2 separate regions of the Pan troglodytes genome follow, and region 1 is linked to region 2. The links are chromatin contacts, called in public HiChIP or PLAC-seq maps. All regions are on one chromosome and are shown on one strand. Each heading gives the region's core, a stretch centred on a gene start, on an enhancer-like site or on the middle of the called end of the contact. The rest is flanking DNA. Distances are from core to core; before and after follow the strand shown.

What was found. HiChIP or PLAC-seq counts read pairs in DNA pulled down with a chosen protein or histone mark.
Region 1: an H3K4me3 HiChIP or PLAC-seq map of stem cell-derived excitatory neurons shows a contact between it and region 2, with 2.9 times the contacts expected there. The contact joins the promoter of WHRN here to the promoter of ATP6V1G1 in region 2. A contact is called at or near these places in 1 of 7 Hi-C or Micro-C datasets (stem cell-derived neural progenitor cells) and 1 of 1 datasets of contacts at active chromatin or transcription factors (stem cell-derived excitatory neurons).

What each region holds. Positions count from the first base shown.
Region 1 is chr11:23,945,176-23,949,615 of NHGRI_mPanTro3-v2.0_pri, forward strand. It overlaps WHRN (whirlin), which reads left to right and starts at 1,994. Exons shown (of 12, transcript XM_063787563.1): 1 at 1,994-4,115. The coding sequence starts at 3,498.
Region 2 is chr11:23,863,209-23,867,558 of NHGRI_mPanTro3-v2.0_pri, forward strand. It overlaps ATP6V1G1 (ATPase H+ transporting V1 subunit G1), which reads right to left and starts at 2,618. Exons shown (of 3, transcript XM_003312250.6): 1 at 2,223-2,618. The coding sequence starts at 2,304.

The DNA.
Region 1 (4,440 bases), core at 744-3,243, 81 kb after region 2:
AGTTCAAGACCAGCCTGGGCAACATGGTGAAATCCTGTCTTCATGAAAAATACAAAAAATTAGCCAGGCTTTGCAGTGCCAGCTAACCAGGAGGCTGAGGTGGGAGGATACTGTGCCTGGTAGTGGAGGCTGCAGTGAGCCATGATCGTGCCACTGTACTGCAGCCTGGGTGACAGAATGAGACCGTCTAGAAAAAAAAAGAAAAAGAAAAACGCCCAACACAATTTATTCTTCTTCCTTCTGTCTTTGCTACTGCTCCAGTGTGTTCAAGTTTCCAGGAACATTCCTAAGGGAAGGGAAGGGCATTCACTGGCCAGAGCTGGGGAGCGTTAATGAACAATTAAAAGTGGCTTTGGTGAAGAAAGCAAACGGAAGCCTGCTGCATGCATGGGAGAATAATATTTTCCCTCTGAAGAGGGCAGTATGCAACCAAGGCCAAGTTGTGTACTCAGGTTTTTCTCCCAGGTCTTGCAGTGCAGCCCTCAGAAGCTGAAGCATTTATTTCCAAGAGCTTATTTCTGAATGACAAACATCTTCATACATGAAATAGGATTCTGGAGGTTTGAGCACAGTTACACACTGCCTCTTGCCTGAGGGGACACAGTGCAAACTGATACTAAGGTGGTTATGTAAGATGGATGGAAGAAACTCCAACGATTTCTTTTTCTATCATCTGCCCTCCCAAACCGTCCTCTATGAAATTAAACAACAGCACAGCATTTCAGACGGTCTCTGATGTTTGCAGAAGAAAGTGTTTCTTTTTCTACTAAGACTGCATGCAGCCTGGTTTCTGCTGCCTAAAGCAAAACACCTTCTTGAAAACATCCTTTGCACAGAAATAAAATGTTGGGACTGGGGATCTTAGCTCCTGGGATGCATTTATCAAACCAATCACAGTAATTATAATTAAAACAAACTAAGTGAGAGCTGAGCATGAAACACATTAGCAGGAAACCTGAACTGCATACAATTAAGCCCTGCTTGGTGGCATTTTGAGGTATGTCATTAATACATTTTTGGGGTGGAGAAGATTGATTTTTTTTCCTTAAACATCTTGGTCTAGTTGCATGAAAGGCTTCAACATCAGTTACAAAGGAGGAATAAGGATAAACACCATTAACTGCTAAGATTAGAGCTTTAAGACAGATGGCCAAAGGTAGCCTAATTGGCTATTTTTTAAAAAATCTTCCTCAGACACACTGTTAAATATGTTTATTGGGCATTAATTTAACCTATGTCTGTTTTAGGGAAGTAAAGAATTGAAGATCTTTAGGGAAAACACAGCTTCCATTCCTAGCCTCAATGCATTAAGTCAGCAGTGTTGAAAACCTTTCCACTCTTCCCCATTGTCTAGAGGAGAAAGTCCGTTTTCCTTACAGGTTCTTCATTCAGGTGTCGCCTCTTCAGTAAAGTCCTTACCATATTCTCCTCTCCTAAACCTGGGCTCCCTCGCCATTACAACAGGTATCACACTGGTTTTTAACTCTGTTTATTTGATCTTTCTCCCCTGGGTCTCCAGCACCCAGCACATGACCCAGCACAGAGCAGATGCTTCAAAAACGTTGAATGAAAAGCGACCAAATAAATAAATAAATAAACGAATGAATAAATGAATGATCTATCCTTCTGGGTCCACCACAAACCAAATCCTCCAGGTACTCCTCCATCTTGCCCTACCCTGGATAGATGTCAGCTGGCTCTGCAATGGAAATTCTGGAAGACTTTTACGAAAAATACATAGAAGAGTAGCTTAGGAGAGGCAGCTCAGGTTGGAAGGGATGTGTGTGAGGTAGGGTGTGTGTGTGTATGTGTGTGTGTGTGTAGCACTATGAAGCTCCCCATTAGAATAAAAGCACAGGATTTTACTTAAATCTTATTTGGGGGATTGGGTGGGTGACGACGGACTCCAGGGCACACCTGGGTGTATCTTCCCATTTTGCCTAGGGATGGGAGAGCATAGAAGAGATTTTTCTCCAAGCCACTTCACATATGTATATTTTTAATTTCTATTTTGAGATTGTAGATCCAAATGCAGTTGTAAGAAATAATACATAGACATGCCATGTACCCTTCACCCAGTTTCTCCCGATGTTGACACGATGGCAACCAGGACATTGACATTGATACAATCCACCCACCTTACTCAGATTTCACCAGTTTTATATGCGCTCATTTGTATGTGTGTGTGCGAGCGTGGGGTGTACACTTTATATAATATTTCTGAAAGTGGCTTTTCCCTTGCAATGGAGACTGGGAAGGGGTCCAGCCTGATCCATCCCTGCCACGGAGTTGACTCCGGCAGACAGCAGTCTATGCTTGTATTCGTCTCTCGCACACAGTAGGTGGCCAACGACCGTCCACATAAACCCTGGAATTTGTCATGTCAGGGCGCGTGCAGGAGGGGAGCGCCACATTGTAAGGAAGAAAACCGAGACTGAAGTGCCCAGTATTTTGGAAGCAAAAATCAAACAAACAAAAAACTTGACGATTTCCCCCCGAATTGTGAATTAGCTAGCCGGCTAATTACTCCAAAGCGATCCTGGTGCCGGCCCTCGCTGCGACCGCCGAAGAGCGCTGTTTCTGAGCCCCGCTCCCGGCTCTGCCGGCGGGGTAGGGGACGCGGGGGCTCCTCCCACCCCTACCGCCGCGTTCACCCCTTTCTTCCCTGGGGCTGGACTGTTTCACCCCGTCTCCAGGCAACGGCCAGGCGCACCGGGCGGGACGTCATTTCCTGAGGAGTCCGGGGGGGAGGGGGCGGGCAGGAGGAGGGGCGAGGGGGCGGGGCCCGGGCCGGGCTGGCAACGAGACGGCGTCGGAACTCGCTGGAAGACTCGGCCCCGGTGGCTCAACAGTTCGCAAAGTCCGGGCTTGCGGCCGGGCGGCGCAGAGGCGCGGAGGCTCCCCGGGCGGCTGCATCCCGGGGCTGCCCCGGACATGCCCCGCACCCCTTGTCGGACGCCCGCGCCGCTTCACCGCCTGCCACTCTCCGGAGTGCTCTGGGACTAGAGCGCCCTCCGCCCCAACTTCTGACTTTGGGGTCCCCCAGCCCTAGGAACGGGCGCCCGGCTGGGGGAGCCCCGGGCATGGTGTGACGGGGCAGTCAGGTCAGCTTTGCGGCGCCCCCAAACTCCAGCCACCCGTCGTCTCCGTGCCCTCCAGAATGTAGCTGCTGACCCCGCGCCCCCCGGACTCCAGCAGCAGTCTCCGCCACCTCCGGGCCCCAGCAGCCAACTCTTGTGTCTCTCAGGAACCCGCCGACGTCTCCGCGTCCCCCGGATTCCAGGTTCGCGACCCCCGCCGTCTTCGCGCCTCCGGGACTCTAGCAGCGGTCTCCGCGACCCCCTAGGATCCAGCCACTGTACCCGTGCTCCCCAAACCCAGGCTCCAGCCGTCGTCTCCGCGCTCCCGGGGATCCAGCTGTCAAGCCAGTACCCGCGAGGACAGCGGCACCGCCCACACCCCGCGCGCTCAGAGCCCGGCCCGGCCTCGGCGTGGAGATGAACGCGCCGCTGGACGGCCTGTCGGTGAGCTCGTCCTCCACCGGCTCGCTGGGCTCGGCGGCCGGGGCGGGCGGCGGCGGGGGCGCGGGGCTGCGGTTACTGTCTGCCAACGTGCGCCAGCTGCACCAGGCGCTGACCGCGCTGCTGAGCGAGGCGGAGCGGGAGCAGTTCACCCACTGCCTGAACGCTTACCACGCGCGCCGCAACGTCTTCGACCTGGTCCGCACCTTGCGCGTGCTGCTGGATAGTCCGGTCAAGCGGCGCCTGCTGCCCATGCTTCGTCTGGTCATCCCGCGCTCCGACCAGCTGCTCTTCGACCAATACACGGCCGAGGGCCTCTACCTGCCCGCCACCACCCCCTACAGGCAGCCCGCCTGGGGCGGCCCCGACGGCGCGGGGCCAGGGGAGGTGCGCCTGGTGAGTTTGCGGCGTGCCAAGGCCCACGAGGGCTTGGGCTTCAGCATCCGTGGGGGCTCGGAGCACGGCGTGGGCATCTACGTGTCTCTGGTGGAACCAGGCTCTCTAGCTGAGAAGGAAGGACTGCGGGTCGGGGACCAGATTCTGCGCGTCAACGACAAATCCCTGGCCCGGGTGACCCACGCGGAGGCCGTCAAGGTAAGGCTGTGGTTTGGAGAGAGTCTGGGGCAGAGTATGGACAGAGTGGCACAGCTTTTTCAGTAACTCCATGCTGTGTGTCCTTAGGTGAATCACTTGGCCTTTCTGGGCTTTTTTTTTTTTTTTTTAAATACTTTAAAACAGGAATGTATAGCTTACAGAGCAAATAGCTCTCAGGCACTGGGAACGTAGTTCTGCACAGACATGGCCCTTGCCTTTGTGAGGCTTAAAGGCTAGTGCAGGCGATAGTAACAAATACTTGAGCAAATGTGTGGTTACAATGTGTGAATAGGGCTGTGGATTCTTATGAGCATTAAAAGAGATA
Region 2 (4,350 bases), core at 1,368-3,867:
ACTGCAACCTCTGCCTCCTGGGTTCAAGCGTTTCTCCTGTCTCAGCCTCCCAAGTAGCTGGGACTACAGGCGCACACCACCACGCCCAGCTAACTTTTGTATTTTTAGTAGACACGGAGTTTCTCCATATTGCCCAGGCTGGTCTAAAACTCTTGATCTCAGGTGATCCACCCACCTCAGCCTCCCAAAGTGCTGGGATTACAGGCGTGAGCCACCACGCCCAGCCAAATTAATACTTTTTAAAACCAATTCACAGCTACCTGACATATACAAAACCCTGCACCAGGCTTGACAGGATAAAGGTATAAAACATAAATCCTACCTGGCTAGGGCACTCAGAATTATTCTTACCATATTCCAAGCATTTTTTCCTGCACTTCCCCAATCTATTCTCCTATCCCTCCCGACAGATACAACTTCTGTTACTGATGAGCCATCAGAACACAAACTGTGAGAAGTCATTCTGGAAATACTCTATCAAGGGCATGACTGGAAATATTCTGGGAAGAACAAAGAACTTTCCAGTCACCGGAGCAAGAACAAAAGGCTTCTTCTCATTCCCAACACCCTCAAAGAAAGCTTTCCAAGTACCACACAACCCCTAACTGCACAAGTAGAGGAGACATGCTTGAAATCTAGTTGAATGTCAGATAGAATAACTCCTATACTAGGAGAAACACCAAGGAATTACTAAGATCAGTATCTTCGCCTTGCATGGAAAAAGAGGCTTCTGAGTCCCAACTATGTTGCTTCCCAGGGTATGGATAAATCATTTCTCTCTGAGCCTCATTTTTACTATCTGTAAAATAGGGATAGAAGCATCTTTCTCACCAGACGGGAAACTGGATACATAAAGTTAAATGAGACATAGTTTCTGTTCTCCAGAAGCTTAGTCTAGTGACTGAGCCATATAAACAAACAGGTTATTGCACGGCAGTGGCAGAAATCAGCACTTGGGAGGGACTCCAAGCCTAGTCCGGGGGACAAGCATGAGTCAGGAAAGGCTTCCCGGGAAGAAGTGTTTCCTAAATGTTGAGGTCTGATGGAAGACTAAGGGTCAGAGAACAAAGGGGAGGAGAATTGGAAAAGGCTTCTCACGTCAGAAGAAACAGCGTGTGCAAAAACCTGCAGGTGAAAGAAATCATGGTGCTTCTGAGGGACCACAACGATTCAGTATAGCTCGAGGAAAGCACCAGGCCTGACCCACAAGAGCCTCCCCAACTTCATTAAGGAATTTGAGCTTTCTTCTGCAGGCACTAAACGTTTGACTACAAAGGCGGTAGGGAAATCATATCTGCACTTATTTATTTATTTTGTTCCTTACCAGCAGGAAGTCACATATTTGCATTTTAGAAGGATGACTGATTGCAGAGAGGAGAATGGATTGACTGGAGGGGACCAGAACGGGTTCTTCCACTCCCCAGTCTAGATTAAACTCACCTGTTAAATTCTTTAGCAACCTTACATTTCTCCACTCCAGCCCTCATCTCTCCTGCAATTAATTAACTGACCCAATACCTGCTTCCTTCACTGCGACACTGAATGCCACGTTAGGGGAGACAACTGATGCACTGGGCACTGCGCTTGCCACATATTAGAAACACACACACACACACTGCGCTTGCCACACATTAGACAGAAACACACACACACACACACACACACTGCGCTTGCCACATATTAGACAGAAACACACACACACACGCCAACGATTTAGACAACTACAGTACCTTTAGAGAAACTGGTGTCCTGGACTAAGACGCTGGTAGTAGACATGGGGGAAAAAGTGAAAGATACGCAAGCCTTGGCGACTGACTAAACGAGGGAGGGAGAAGAGGCAAGCAGGACTCCAGGTTTCTAGACCAAGCAACTGTGTGGATGCTGGCTCCCTTCACCGAGACTGACCATCCCAGAGCGGTTAAGTGGGAGAGGGGAAGAACAAAGAGCTCCGTTTGGAGAGCCCATTTCACATGCCTCCAGGCCCCAAGGACGGTAACCCATTATTGTTTCCACGCCCAATTTACCATCTCACATCGTGGCTTCCAGGCGATCCGCAAGCCTTCCAGAGCCTCAGCTCCTCAAAGCTTCGAAACACACAACCTTCCGCGACTACACCCACGCCCGCACCCCGCCGTTTTTCGGGCCTAATCTACCCACCACCTGCGGCCCAGCGGTCTTTCTTCGACTCGCGCCACGCCGGGCAGCCCCACCCTGAAACTCACTTTTGCGGGCCTCGGACACCTTCTCGGCTGCCCGCTTCTCGGCCTGCAGCAGCTGCTGAATCCCCTGAGACTGACTAGCCATGGCGGCAGCGATTCTGAGAGCAAGGCAAGCGGCCTAAGGCACCTCGAAGGCCCCTTGGGTCAGCTGACACAGCCGCCCACAATCTGCGCTTGCTCCTTGCGCCTGCGCTTCGCCCCCCTTGTCACGTGACCGCGCAGCGTAGCATCAGCTGACCGCTCTTGAACTTCTGTGATTCGGCAGAAATGGGGCGGGGCGGGGCTGAGGAGAAAGGAGCGGAGCTCCTCGACTGCGCCTGTGCAGTCTACTGCGCAGTACTCCCCTCTACTCCTCTGTCCGCTCCCTGGCCTCTTTTAATGGCTACCCTGTCGCTGGTTCACTCCGTAGCCGCCCTGCCACGTATAGTGTCTGTTTGCAGTATGCTCACATTAACGTCAAGAGAGGAGGGGCCAAGTCAAATCACTTTCCTCCTACTCTCCACACTGCTGTACTCCCTCCCTTTCTGGGACTTTCTTTGGCACTCAAAATTTTATCAGGGGGTAGTTTAGGAAGATTCTTGCCAGTTCCGGGGATAGAGTCTTGGGTTGCCAGTTAGGAGACTCGGGATCAAGTCTGCCGCTAACCTGTGTGATTTTGGACAGGTCGCTATCCTTTTCTGAACCCGAGTTCAGGAATGGACTGGACTGTTTCCCATAAATATTTGATGAAAGCCTGCCGTGATCCTAGTCCACTGTTGATACTGAGGACATAGCAGAGAGCAGGGCAAACAAGGTCCCGGCGGAGCTCACAGTTTATGGACACAGACAGGTTAATTAAAATAAATAGACAATTACAAACTGTGATAAAGTCATGAAGGAAAAATGCAGGGTGCCGTAAGAAGGAACCTTTAGTAAGGGGAGAGGAATATGGAGGTGTCTCCGAATGCTGTAGCAAGGAAGTGGTGTTTAAGATCTGAAGGCCAGGCGCAGTGGCTCACGAGCCTGTAATCCCAGCACTTTGAGAGGCCGAGGCGGGTGGATCACTTCAGGTGAGGAGTTCGAGACCAGCCTGGCCGATGTGGTGAAACCCCATCTTTACTAAAAATACAAAAATTAGCCGGGCGTGGTGGCGCGCGCCTGTAATCGCAGCTACTCAGTAGGCTGAGGCACGAGAATCGCTTGAACCCGGGAGGCGGAGGCTGCAGTGAGCCGAGATCGTGACGCTGCACTGCAGCCAGGGCAACAGAGCAAGACTGTCTCAAAAAAATTAAAATTAAAAAATTAAAATAGGCCAGTCGCGGTGGCTCACGCCTATAATCCCAGCACTTTGGGAGGCTGAGGCCGGCGGATCACGAGATCAGGAATTTGAGACCAGCCTGACCAATGTGGTGAAACCTGGTCTCTACTAAAAATACAAAAATCCGGCCATGGTGGCGCGCGCCTGTAATCCCAGCTACTCAGGAGGCTGAGGTAGAAGAATCGCCAGAACCCAGGAGCTGAGGTTGCAGTGAGCCGAGATCACGTCACTACACTCCAGCCTGGGTGACAGAGCAGACTCCATCTCAAAAATAAATAATAAAAATTCTCAAAAAATAAAATAAGATCTGAAGAATAAGAAGTTATCCAGGAAAGGATAGTGGGGGATGGAGGCGGTGGGAGATGATTAGGGGAAAAGGACCAGCGTGTGCGGAGTTGGGGAGGGGGTCAACTTGGCACGGAGACATCTCCCCATCCACCGTGAAAATGGAAATAGGAAGCCATGGTTTGAGTTTACAGTATGACGGGCCCTTGTCATCGCTTCACTCACTCCTCACATTAACTTTGATACTGTTACTAATTCCATTTTATATTGACCAAACTGAAGCTCAGAGAGTCGCAAAGTCTCTGAGCCAAAAGTCATGCCCCTATTAACACACAGACAGGGTATTTGAATCCAGTCAGGGCTGCAGAGTAAAACCTCTGAGCTACTGCTCTTCTGCCGGAATCTTGTGGGCTGAGGAAAGGACCAGGTGACCTCTTAGAGTCCACCGAGTGCTGAGAACGTAAAATAATGCCAGAATTTTTCTTGATACAAAGATTCTGCACTCCAGGAGCTGGATTCATGGCTCAGGACATTTTCATTTGATTGACG